Linked DNA regions of Rattus norvegicus: region 1 is linked to region 2. The links are chromatin contacts, called in public Hi-C maps. All regions are on one chromosome and are shown on one strand. Each heading gives the region's core, a stretch centred on a gene start, on an enhancer-like site or on the middle of the called end of the contact. The rest is flanking DNA. Distances are from core to core; before and after follow the strand shown. Region 1 has its middle 81 kb from the start of Rnu6-651. Region 2 has its middle 21 kb from the start of Pik3c2a.

Evidence for each region. A called contact is a pair of places that touch in the nucleus more often than the background predicts.
Region 1: a contact with region 2 is called in a Hi-C map of liver, with 6 times the contacts expected there. The contact joins two enhancer-like sites. A contact is called at or near these places in 7 of 12 Hi-C or Micro-C datasets (Schwann cells, frontal cortex, hepatocytes and 3 more).

What each region holds. Positions count from the first base shown.
Region 1 is chr1:180,287,994-180,292,648 of GRCr8, forward strand. No RefSeq gene overlaps it. Among named protein-coding and RNA genes, the nearest start is that of Rnu6-651, 81 kb to the right of the region's middle. Within about 2 kb of position 2,743, at least 20 of the 93 cell types and tissues checked have an H3K27ac peak or open chromatin away from gene starts, as enhancers often do. A contact at or near this core is called in liver, where this site is marked.
Region 2 is chr1:180,136,372-180,141,330 of GRCr8, forward strand. No RefSeq gene overlaps it. Among named protein-coding and RNA genes, the nearest start is that of Pik3c2a, 21 kb to the left of the region's middle. Within about 2 kb of position 2,005, at least 12 of the 93 cell types and tissues checked have an H3K27ac peak or open chromatin away from gene starts, as enhancers often do. A contact at or near this core is called in liver, where this site is marked.

The DNA.
Region 1 (4,655 bases), core at 1,493-3,992, 150 kb after region 2:
GGAAAAAAATTTTTTTAACAAATAGGAAGTTTTTTTTAGAGTAGCTTGTACCTACTCGATCTCATCCCACCTCTGTCCTTGGGCTCAGGCCGGTGACTTTTCTTCCTGCCCATAGAAACGGTGTACAATTATTGCCAGCAATCCAGTAAATGGAAAGAAGTTCCCAGCCTGTTTTGTTTTCTGCCTGGTCTTTACTCCCCACACTGCTTAAATGAAGTTGCAACCAGAGTGGGTGGGGACCGGAGACGCAGCACACACGCTTGCTCCCACCAACGTCTGCTTCTAGTCAAGCCACTTCATCAAACCACTCCTGAGACGTGCGGCTCAGTTTTCTGTGACTTTGGTTCCACATTCCAACTGGAGCCCGGTTCCATGGCTCTGGCTTTCAGCCTGTCCACGTGGACCTGTGTGCCCTCCTGTACCTGGCCTACAGATACTCACTCTCCCTTTATGGAGAGTCTCACTGCCACAGACAAATCATTCCCAAACACCTTACTTGTAACGTGTAAAAATAAAAGCAAGGATCTGTATCATGCAGAAGGGGAGTCATACAGTGTGGGGCAGAGGTGGTCCTGGGTATAGATTAAGATATCTTGAAACCATATTTCGTAAGGCAGAGGCCAGTCACGTATCATGGGGTCCTGAGTTTGGTGCGTGTTGGAAAGCGTGCTTTGCCGGGTACATTAGGTTCAGGAAGAGCAGCTTCCTTTTGTGAGGGGAGGAGATTGGACAGCTCAGCTCTTTAACTACAATGTGTGGCTTCCGGCTTCACACCGTGTACGTGCTGAGGTTCATGGCCTGAAAAGTCCTTCCATCATTGGGTCAGTTGTCCTAAGGTCTGGGGGGGGCTGTTACAGGGGTAGTTATAAGCTCAATTGGTAGGCTGGTGGAAAGGAAATTTTAGTTCCTTGAGGAGTAAAGGTGACGGTGGTGCCTAATTTTCAAAGGGCAGTCTGGAGCCACCAGGAGGGAGTAAGCCACCTGCTTGTGGCCCAGACGGACTGAGGTGGGAGGTGATCATTCTCAGTGGCGCTGTGGCTGTGGCTCTGTGTACTTGGGTCTTTGAGTTAGTAGCTGGTCCCACTGGGTTTTTAAAATCAGAAGGTGGGGGCTGGGGATTTAGCTCAGTGGTAGAGCGCTTACCTAGGAAGCGCAAGGCCCTGGGTTCGGTCCCCAGCTCCGAAAAAAAGAACCAAAAAAAAAAAAAAATATATCAGAAGGTGTCTACCCTTGTGGTTGGGTTGTTGCTTTCCTGGCTTTGGGATGGTTTGGCCGTTCTTCCAAAGTCTCCTTTCCTTACAATATGCACGCTGATCCCTTTCCAGTGTGGCTCTCCTTTCTGTCTTTTTGATTTTGAGGTTCCTCTGTTGGACATGAGCGGTAGAGGCTGAAGCAAGCTGATGGGAAAGCAGCCAGCACACATGCGGCCTGCTGGCCCGTGGGTCAGGCAGCATCCAAGGCAGCCTGCCTGTCTCTCAGTATCTTGGTTATCAGGCCACTTCGACAAGATGCGAAGTATTCATCCCTCCAAGGCTCGCCAGCTTTTGGAGTTTGTACTGATGTCTGGAGTTGACCGAGTGACAAAAGCCAAGTCTAATGCCCTAGCATTTTCCAGAGACAGTGGATCAAAAGAGGTGTAGCAGCTGGTAATATCTCAAGAAATGCCCTAAAAACTCTTCTGGGTTCTAAAGAACCCCAACAGTCTTAGACAAAATAGGGAATATGCATTGGGTTCCCTTGATGTGTCCAAAGTAACTAGCTTTTCAGTATCAAGTACCAAAAAACGCTTTCTTGCCTCTTCCCCAATGTTTCCCCCTTCGGAAGCAAAATGGACTCAGAAGGAGTTGTCAGCAGTCATTTCAAATGGGGCAATGGATACAGAGAACAGAATCCAGTAGGGCAATTAGGCCTGGGACTTATCCAACAAAGAGAGAGTGGTTCCTGGGTCTTCCAGTTATACAGATTCAAAGCAGACAAAAGAACATAAGCTGGTAAGGGCAATGCCCTCCTCTAAGCAGCTGTCCCGGAAGGGCACAGCATCTCCACCAATGGAACAATAGAGGCTGGGGTTCGAGTTGAGTCTGGGGCATGGTGGGACCTCAAGGGGGAAGCCAATGGTGGAGAAATTGGTATGGGAGGGGGTTGGTTGGGGAACTGGATATCTCCCCCAGGAGGGAAATAATAGAGTGTAGATCCAGAAGGGGAAGTGGGTGAAGAAGGGGTGGGAGTAGGGGGAGGGATGGAAAGAGACAGGTGGGACAGGATGGGATAAAGGCACCTGAGGGGTGTGTGTGTGTGTGTGAGTGTGAGTGTGTGTGTGTGTGTGTGTGTGTGTGTGTGTGCGAGAATCTGGAAGAGGTGGAAGAAATGGAGAAGATGGGCTGTGGGGGGCAGTGGGGTGAGGGGTCCTTGGTTTCTGAAGGTCTCAGGACACGTGTTGGGGGGCGAGTGACAAGGAACGTTTTAGAGAACAAATCAGTAGATTTTCTCAGCAAGGAAATAAGGCAATTCAAGCCGAATTAAAAGTAAAAAAAGGGCAGGTTTATTTGGGACTGGGCTTTTAGGGCTCCCAGGCAAGTTTACCAGACTCAGGGAGTGAGAAGGGAAAAGTCTTGGGCAGGCTGTGGTGGATTTTTATGGATTGTAGGTGAAAGAAAGTGACGTAGGGCTTGTGCCCTGTTATGGTCATCTAAGGTGGCTCCAGTGGCTGGCAACTTCAGGGGCGGGGTTTGGACTGCTGTCAGGATTGTTGGGAATGTGGAACTGGGCTTTTGGTGCCTTTTTTTCTGTTCAGAGGCTTTTTGAGAGGGGGTTGGAGAGAGGGAGGAATCAAGTTTACTGACTTAGGATGAGGGGTTGGGGGTGGGGTGGGGGCAATCAGGAGGCTCCAACTGAACACAAAACAGCAGAATAATCCCTAGAAGCAAAGCTTTTAAGCTGAACAGGTGGGCGTGAACGAGAGCCCCTCACTGATCAATGTAAACTACCGGATCAGGACAAGTGCGGGCCAATGTAACCTTGAGCCAGACTGCCTTCACAATAGGCGTGTCCAGGGAACGGGTAGATGGCCATTTCACTTCATAAGAGAACCAGTTAATCTCAAAGTAAGTGCGCAGCCTTTCTTTTCCCATATTCTCTCCAAACCCTTGGGAAAAATTTTTAGCACATATTCCAAAGGTGTGAAAGTTTTGAGTCGTAGTCCTCAACTTAATTGACTAAAGGAAGTTGTAATACGACCAACCTGGCAGCTCTGGCAATGAGAGAAGACCCCACTAAAGACCTGCCACAGCTCCCTTGTTGTGAGACTCAGCGAAAATCCACGGGTAGCAGAGACAAACAGTTGACTCTAGGATTGGATTGGTATGACTGGAATTTCCCTCCGTCCTGGAGAGGAAAGACTCCCCCCACCCCGCTCCGCGCCAAAAAGACAAATAATTGCATGCCACCCAGTGGCAGAATCCAGAACAGCTGCAGACTTTCCAGTGACAAAACAAAAAGACAAAAAAAAAAAAAAAAAAAAAAAAAAAAAAAAAAGGCATGCAGGGGGTGCCACCTAGTGGCACAATGCGGGAAACTCCGCAGACTCTTTCCTTCTGGGGAGGCAGGAGGCAGTGTCGAGGGGTGGGTAGAGGGGTAGAGGGGAGGACCGAACTATTAATAAAGGACTCAGAACTCTTTTTTTTTTTTTTGGACTCAGAACTCTTAATTGGCTTAATCAGAATGGTTATCAGTAATTACCTCGGGTACACCTCAGGGAGATTCCCCATGCTCCACGGGGAGCCATACTCCTGGCCAGGCAGAGGTTGGGGGCGGGGAGGGGGGCCCTGACAAATGTTCCAGGGCCGCCCTTCACTCAGTGAGTGCAGAGAGGTCCGGAATAGTAGGTATTTTCCCAAACAGGAAGGCAGAGTCCCCCTGACACTCCCAGGAAGTAAGTCTGTGCCTGGAACCTTTTGGATAAGGAGAGGCCCCAAAGGAAGGGCTTCTTTTCTAGATTATGGGCTTAGGTTTAAAGAAGACCCAATTCTTTGGGCGGCCCTCTTCCTGATTTGGTCCTCCCCCACTAAACCAGCATGCCAGTAGTGTGGGTTACCCTGTATTCTGGTTATGCCTCTCCTGAGAGATCTGGTTCGGGTTCAGCCAACTGTGCAAAGAATGTAAATGATTAAGCGCATGATGAGAAAGTTTGGCCCAGGGAGTTGTAGTTGTTTGATTTCTTGATTTTTGCCACTGGTAGTTCTGTTTTGTCTCATTGTCCCATCTGTCCCTATCCTCTTGGTCTCTGGAAAAGGTCTTGGTGCCCAAGTTCAGGGACATAGCATTTTAAAAGGCAAACCCACAAAGATATATCGAACTTCCACGAGGGTCAGAGAAATCTTAAAGTGTTCATTCCTGGCAGAGCACAGGAGCTATTTTAGCCAGAACTTGGCGATTGTTTTTGTAAATACTTCTGGACAATAGTCAAGGTCACGGAAATCTCAAACGTGCTGCCACGGTGGACATAACTGAGGCGGGAGGGGGCGTAGAGGGCTAGAAATTACCTAAGCAAACACAAAATGTAGTCAGAACAGGATGCTGTCGCCTTAGCTATCTCGAAGCAAATGTCAGGTCCCATCTACTCAAGGGGAGAGGTTCACAAAGTGGGCGACCCTAAA
Region 2 (4,959 bases), core at 755-3,254:
CTTGATAAAAAGCTCTAGTCATCTAAGAGATGGGACCCCCCCCCCCCCAAATTGAGCAAAAACACCTCCAGAGGATAGAGCTATAAAGCAGAGAAGCCTGTAGGGCAGTTTCTTAATTAGAGATTGACATGGAAGGTCCAGCCCATTGTGGGTGGGGCTACCCCTGGGCTTGTGGTCCTGGGTTCTATAGAAAAAGCAGACTGAGCAAGCCCAGAGGAGCAAGGCAGTAACAGTACTCCTTCAGGGCCACTGCATCCGCTCCTCCTTCCAAGTTCCTGACCAGTTTGAGACCCTGCCCTGGTTTCCCTCAATGGACTGTGAGTTGAATAAGCCCTTTTCTCCTCAAGTTGCCTTGGTATGGTGCTTTGTCCCAGCAAGTCGAAACCCTAACTAACATCCCCTAGCTCACCATCCTCATGCATTGTGTGGACAGCCACAGCTGAGACAGGCTCATGATTGCAGTAGCTATGTCATATCCAGAAATCACATTTCACAGTTCTCCTCCCCATCTGGCTCGCCAGGTCTTTCTACTCCTTCCTCTGCAGTGTCCCTTGGGCCTTGGAGAGAGTGTCAAGCATGTTGATGTTGCCAATGGAATGATTGTTGAATTAATAAATGAGTGGTAAGAAAACACAAACAAAAACTTTGAGTGTTTTCAAAGAAAATTTATGTGTTTTGAGGAAGGCCTCCTGCTATAGCTGTTGTTGAACTCAGTGTATGGCCCATGCTATTCTCAAACCTGTCACCGCACCTCTGCCTCAGTGCCTGCTGTGCTTCAGGGATTACACGTATGGGGCACTATGCTGGGCTCTGTTTTGTGTTATTGGTGTGCAAGTCTGGGTAGCTTAGGACTTACAGTGTTAGTGCAGCAATCCTCCTGCTTCATCTTCCTGAACGCTAACTAGCATTATAAATGTGAGGGGTCACATTCAGCTTTGTGAGGGTATCCCCCCAATGGTTCAGAATTTAAAAGGTCAAAAAGAGTGAACAGTTGTTTTACACTTCAGTTAATAATTTCTTTTGTCTCCAAAAGTCAGTCACGGCTTTCTCACGTACGTTTTATAAGCAACACCGCCACACATTTGTCATCTCCCTATTATCACACAAACTGCAGTTAGCTACACACAGTGGTCTGCACTTGCTTTGAAAACTTAAGGACATGGTTTCTGAATGAAGGCAGAGAATTTGTGTATGGGCATGCCACATGTGGTTTAAACTGTAGCTTACTATAAAGGTGGCTTCTGATTGCTCATTCCTTATACAATAAATAGCAATGACTAAAGACTGTGATAGATCTGTTATTTTTTACATGTGAGAGCTATCTGTAAGACAATCTTCTAGAATGTTTGCTGAGCAAAGATACAGTTGTGACTGTAATTTTAGTAGATTTTAAATCTACATCCTGCAGAGCCAATGCTGAATACACACTCTTGTACAGCACGAGAGAAAGCACAAGGCTGTGCACACCTGTAATTTTAGCTCTGGGAGGTTGAGGCAGCAGGTCAGGGGTTCAAGGTTATTATCAGCCACACAGTAAGTTTGAGGCCAGCCTGACATTTATGAGATCCAGTCTCAAACAAAACAAAACAAAACAAAACAAAACAAAACAAAACAAAACAAGAGATGGCTCAGTCCACAAAGGCACTTGTTTCCAAGTTTGATGACCCGTGTTGTCATGGGACCACACAGTAAAATGAGAGAACAGACTCCACAGGCAGTCCTTTCCACTTCATTTTCTCTGTCCACTCTGACAGTGTTTGACCTTTTTCCTACTGGGCTGTTGATGATATAATTAGGTAAAGAAGGATTTCAGCTCCTGCTCCAAACTTGTGTGATTTCTCAAGCATGATTCCAGGCCATTGCACAAGCTTTATCTGTCTTTAGGTGTCACAGCGGAATGTGTCCTTCCCTTCGCAGGCCTTGCACGCCCATTGCACTGGGGTTGCCAGAGGGAGCTTCTGACAAAGACTCAGGTCTCAGGCTTCCTGCCTGGCTGCAATCTTAAGCGTGTCTGCATTCCTAGACCATGAGCCTTCATTCTAAGGGTCTATGGGGCTTTCTTCAAGGGACTCTGTGGAGACTTCCTTGGTGGAGGGACCAGGAAAGAGGGAATTCTAGAGATAATTTGATCTGCCCTGGCTTAGTTAACTTAGTACTTTCCCATTGGACTTAGTACTTTTCCACTCCTGGCTTTTTACCCAAAACTTCCTTTTCCAGGGTCCTCAAAAACTGTGAGAGCCTTTTTCTCAGGGGTGCCTTGGCAGCAAAACAACACTCTCCAAACTCTTGCATGCCTGTGGTGACCTCCTGACCCTTGATGTTCCATGGAACATTCATAGGGGGAAAGATTCAGGAAAAGTCAGCGTTTTCTCTGGCTTCATTTCTTACATTATTACAAATAATGCTTGGCTGGTATTTTCATTTCTGGCTTGTGGCAATGTGTGTGTGTGTGTGTGTGTGTGTGTGTGTGTGTGTGTGTGTGTGTGTAAGATCAAGACACAGTGAGAAGAGGATTTAAAATCAGAGATTTCAAATGACTAACATCCTAGATCAGGTATAGTGTTCCACAGCTATGATCCCAGCGCCAAGAGACCCAAGATCCTCTCTGACTTCTTTGGGCACCTGCAGAAACATGTGCACACACAGACATAAACAAAAATCAATCTTTAAAAAAGTAAGCAGAGAACTGGAGAAGTGGGGGGGGAAGAGGGAGGAAGAGGACGAGGAGGAGGTGACTATGGGGACAACAAGGACACGTGCTTACAGTAGACTCTATTAGGGAGAAAACAATTAAATGGCTGGAGTATGAAAGCTAGAGCACATCTGCACGTACATTCTTTAATAACAGACAGGTTTACCAGCTCTCCTGTGGTACATGCCTATAATCCCAGCACTCAAGAGGCTGAAGCAGGAGGATCAAAAGTTCAAGGCCAGTTTAGATTACAAAAGACCCTGTCTCCAAATTAAGAATAAAAATAATAGACCGATTCATTCTGAGTTAACTGGGAAAAATATGGTTATTTAACATATTTGACTTTATAAAGCAACTTGCTTTAAAGTTTGACACGTTATGAAGAACACACCACAGTTATCTAGGCTGGCAAGTGCTTCAGTAGACACACACGCACATGCTCACACACACACACACACAGCTGGCATGCAGCACAGCACCTCAAGGATGCGGAGACCTTGATCTTCCTGACTCAATTTCCTTTGCTTCCTAAGCTCTGTTCTTGAATTCAGAGGTCATTCCAGGTCCTCATGTGTGTGTGTGTGTGTGTGTGTGTGTGTGTATGTGTGTGTGTGTGTGTGTGTGTGTGTGTGTGGTGCATGTGTATGGGTGGGTAGTATGTGTGTATGGTGTATATGATATGGTGTGTGGTATGTAGTGTGTGTGGTGTGAGTGTGGTGTGTATATATATATATGTATTGCATGTGTGGTGTGCGTACTTGTGTGTGTGTGTGCATGCCAGTGTTCAGGTACATATATATCAAAGTGTGCCTGTGGAGACCAGAGGACAACCTCAGGTGTTGTTTCTCACCTTCCTCCTTCTTTAAGACAGGGGTTCTTGTTCACCACTGTGTATGTCAGGTCAACAGGTCTCAGAGCTCCTGGGAATACTCTCTCCATATCTTCTCTCTCACCAATGGGACAGCAGCACTCTGTATGTGTGTCAGAACTCAGGTCCTCACACTTGACCTGTAAACACTTTACCAACAGAGCCACCTCTCCAGCTCTGATAAGACAATTTCTGGGAATCAATGTCAGCTCCACCTTGCTTTTATATATATATATATATATATATATATATATATATATATATATATATATATATATACTCTGAATCTGCTCAGACGCTGTAAACGGGCTGACGGCTGACTCAGACTGCAGAGCTTGCTGCTCTCACGCAGAGCTGGAATTTGATCCTTAGGAGTCACGTTGGGTGGCTCACAACTGCCTGGAACTCCAGCTCCAGCAGACCTTACGCCATCTTCTGCCCAATTCTGTTACCTGCACCCATGGGCACTTATTTCCTTGTCCCTTACAAATAATTAAAAATGAAAAAGTAGGTCTTAAAAACAAGTCGTCATGAATGGCGTTCATCCCTTAATCCTTCGGTTCTACGATGTGCACCTGGAGTCTCCCGCACTCCTGGTGATACTCTACCAGTATCTTCAGCACACCCTTGCAACACAACATTTCTAAAAAAAGATTTGTTTATTTATTTTATGAGTCCACTGTAGCTGTCTTCAGACGCACCAGAAGAAGGCATCAGATCTCATTACTGATGGTTGTGAGCCACCATGTGGTTGCTGGGAATTGAACTCTGGAAGAGCAGTCAGTGCTTTTCACGGCTGAGCTATCTCTTCAGTCCACAACACAACATTTTTATGTTGTTTCAAAACATTTTTGTTTTAAGATAGGATCTGGATACATTGAACTAGAACTTCCAGTCTTGGCTTGTCCTCCAGGGTGTCTAGGGATACAGGCCTGCAACACCAGGCCCAGCTCGGAGTCTTAAAAGGAAAAGTCCATGGCCTCCTCTTAGGTTATGTTATCATTTCCATGTACTTTAAAATATGCAATTGCACTGCTGGGTTTAGCCAAGAATAATTAAATTCCACACAAGAGTCCCATTACAAGAACATGTATTACAATTGTAGGCGGTATCTTAGTTACTTTTCTATTGCTGTAACAGAACAGTGCAACGATTAAAGTTTTAAAACGTTTAATTGGGCTTACGGTTTCAGAGGATTACTTCAGGCCATGGAGCAAAGGCATGACAGCAGCTGAGAGCTCACATCTCAAACTGCAAGTAGGAGGTGGAGAAAACATTGCACTCATGGCACTGAGTCTTTTGAAACCTCAAAGTTCACCCTTTCCTCGTGACACACCTCCTCCAACAAAGCCACATGTCTGAATCCTTCCCAAATAGTTCCACCCACCAGGGACCAAGG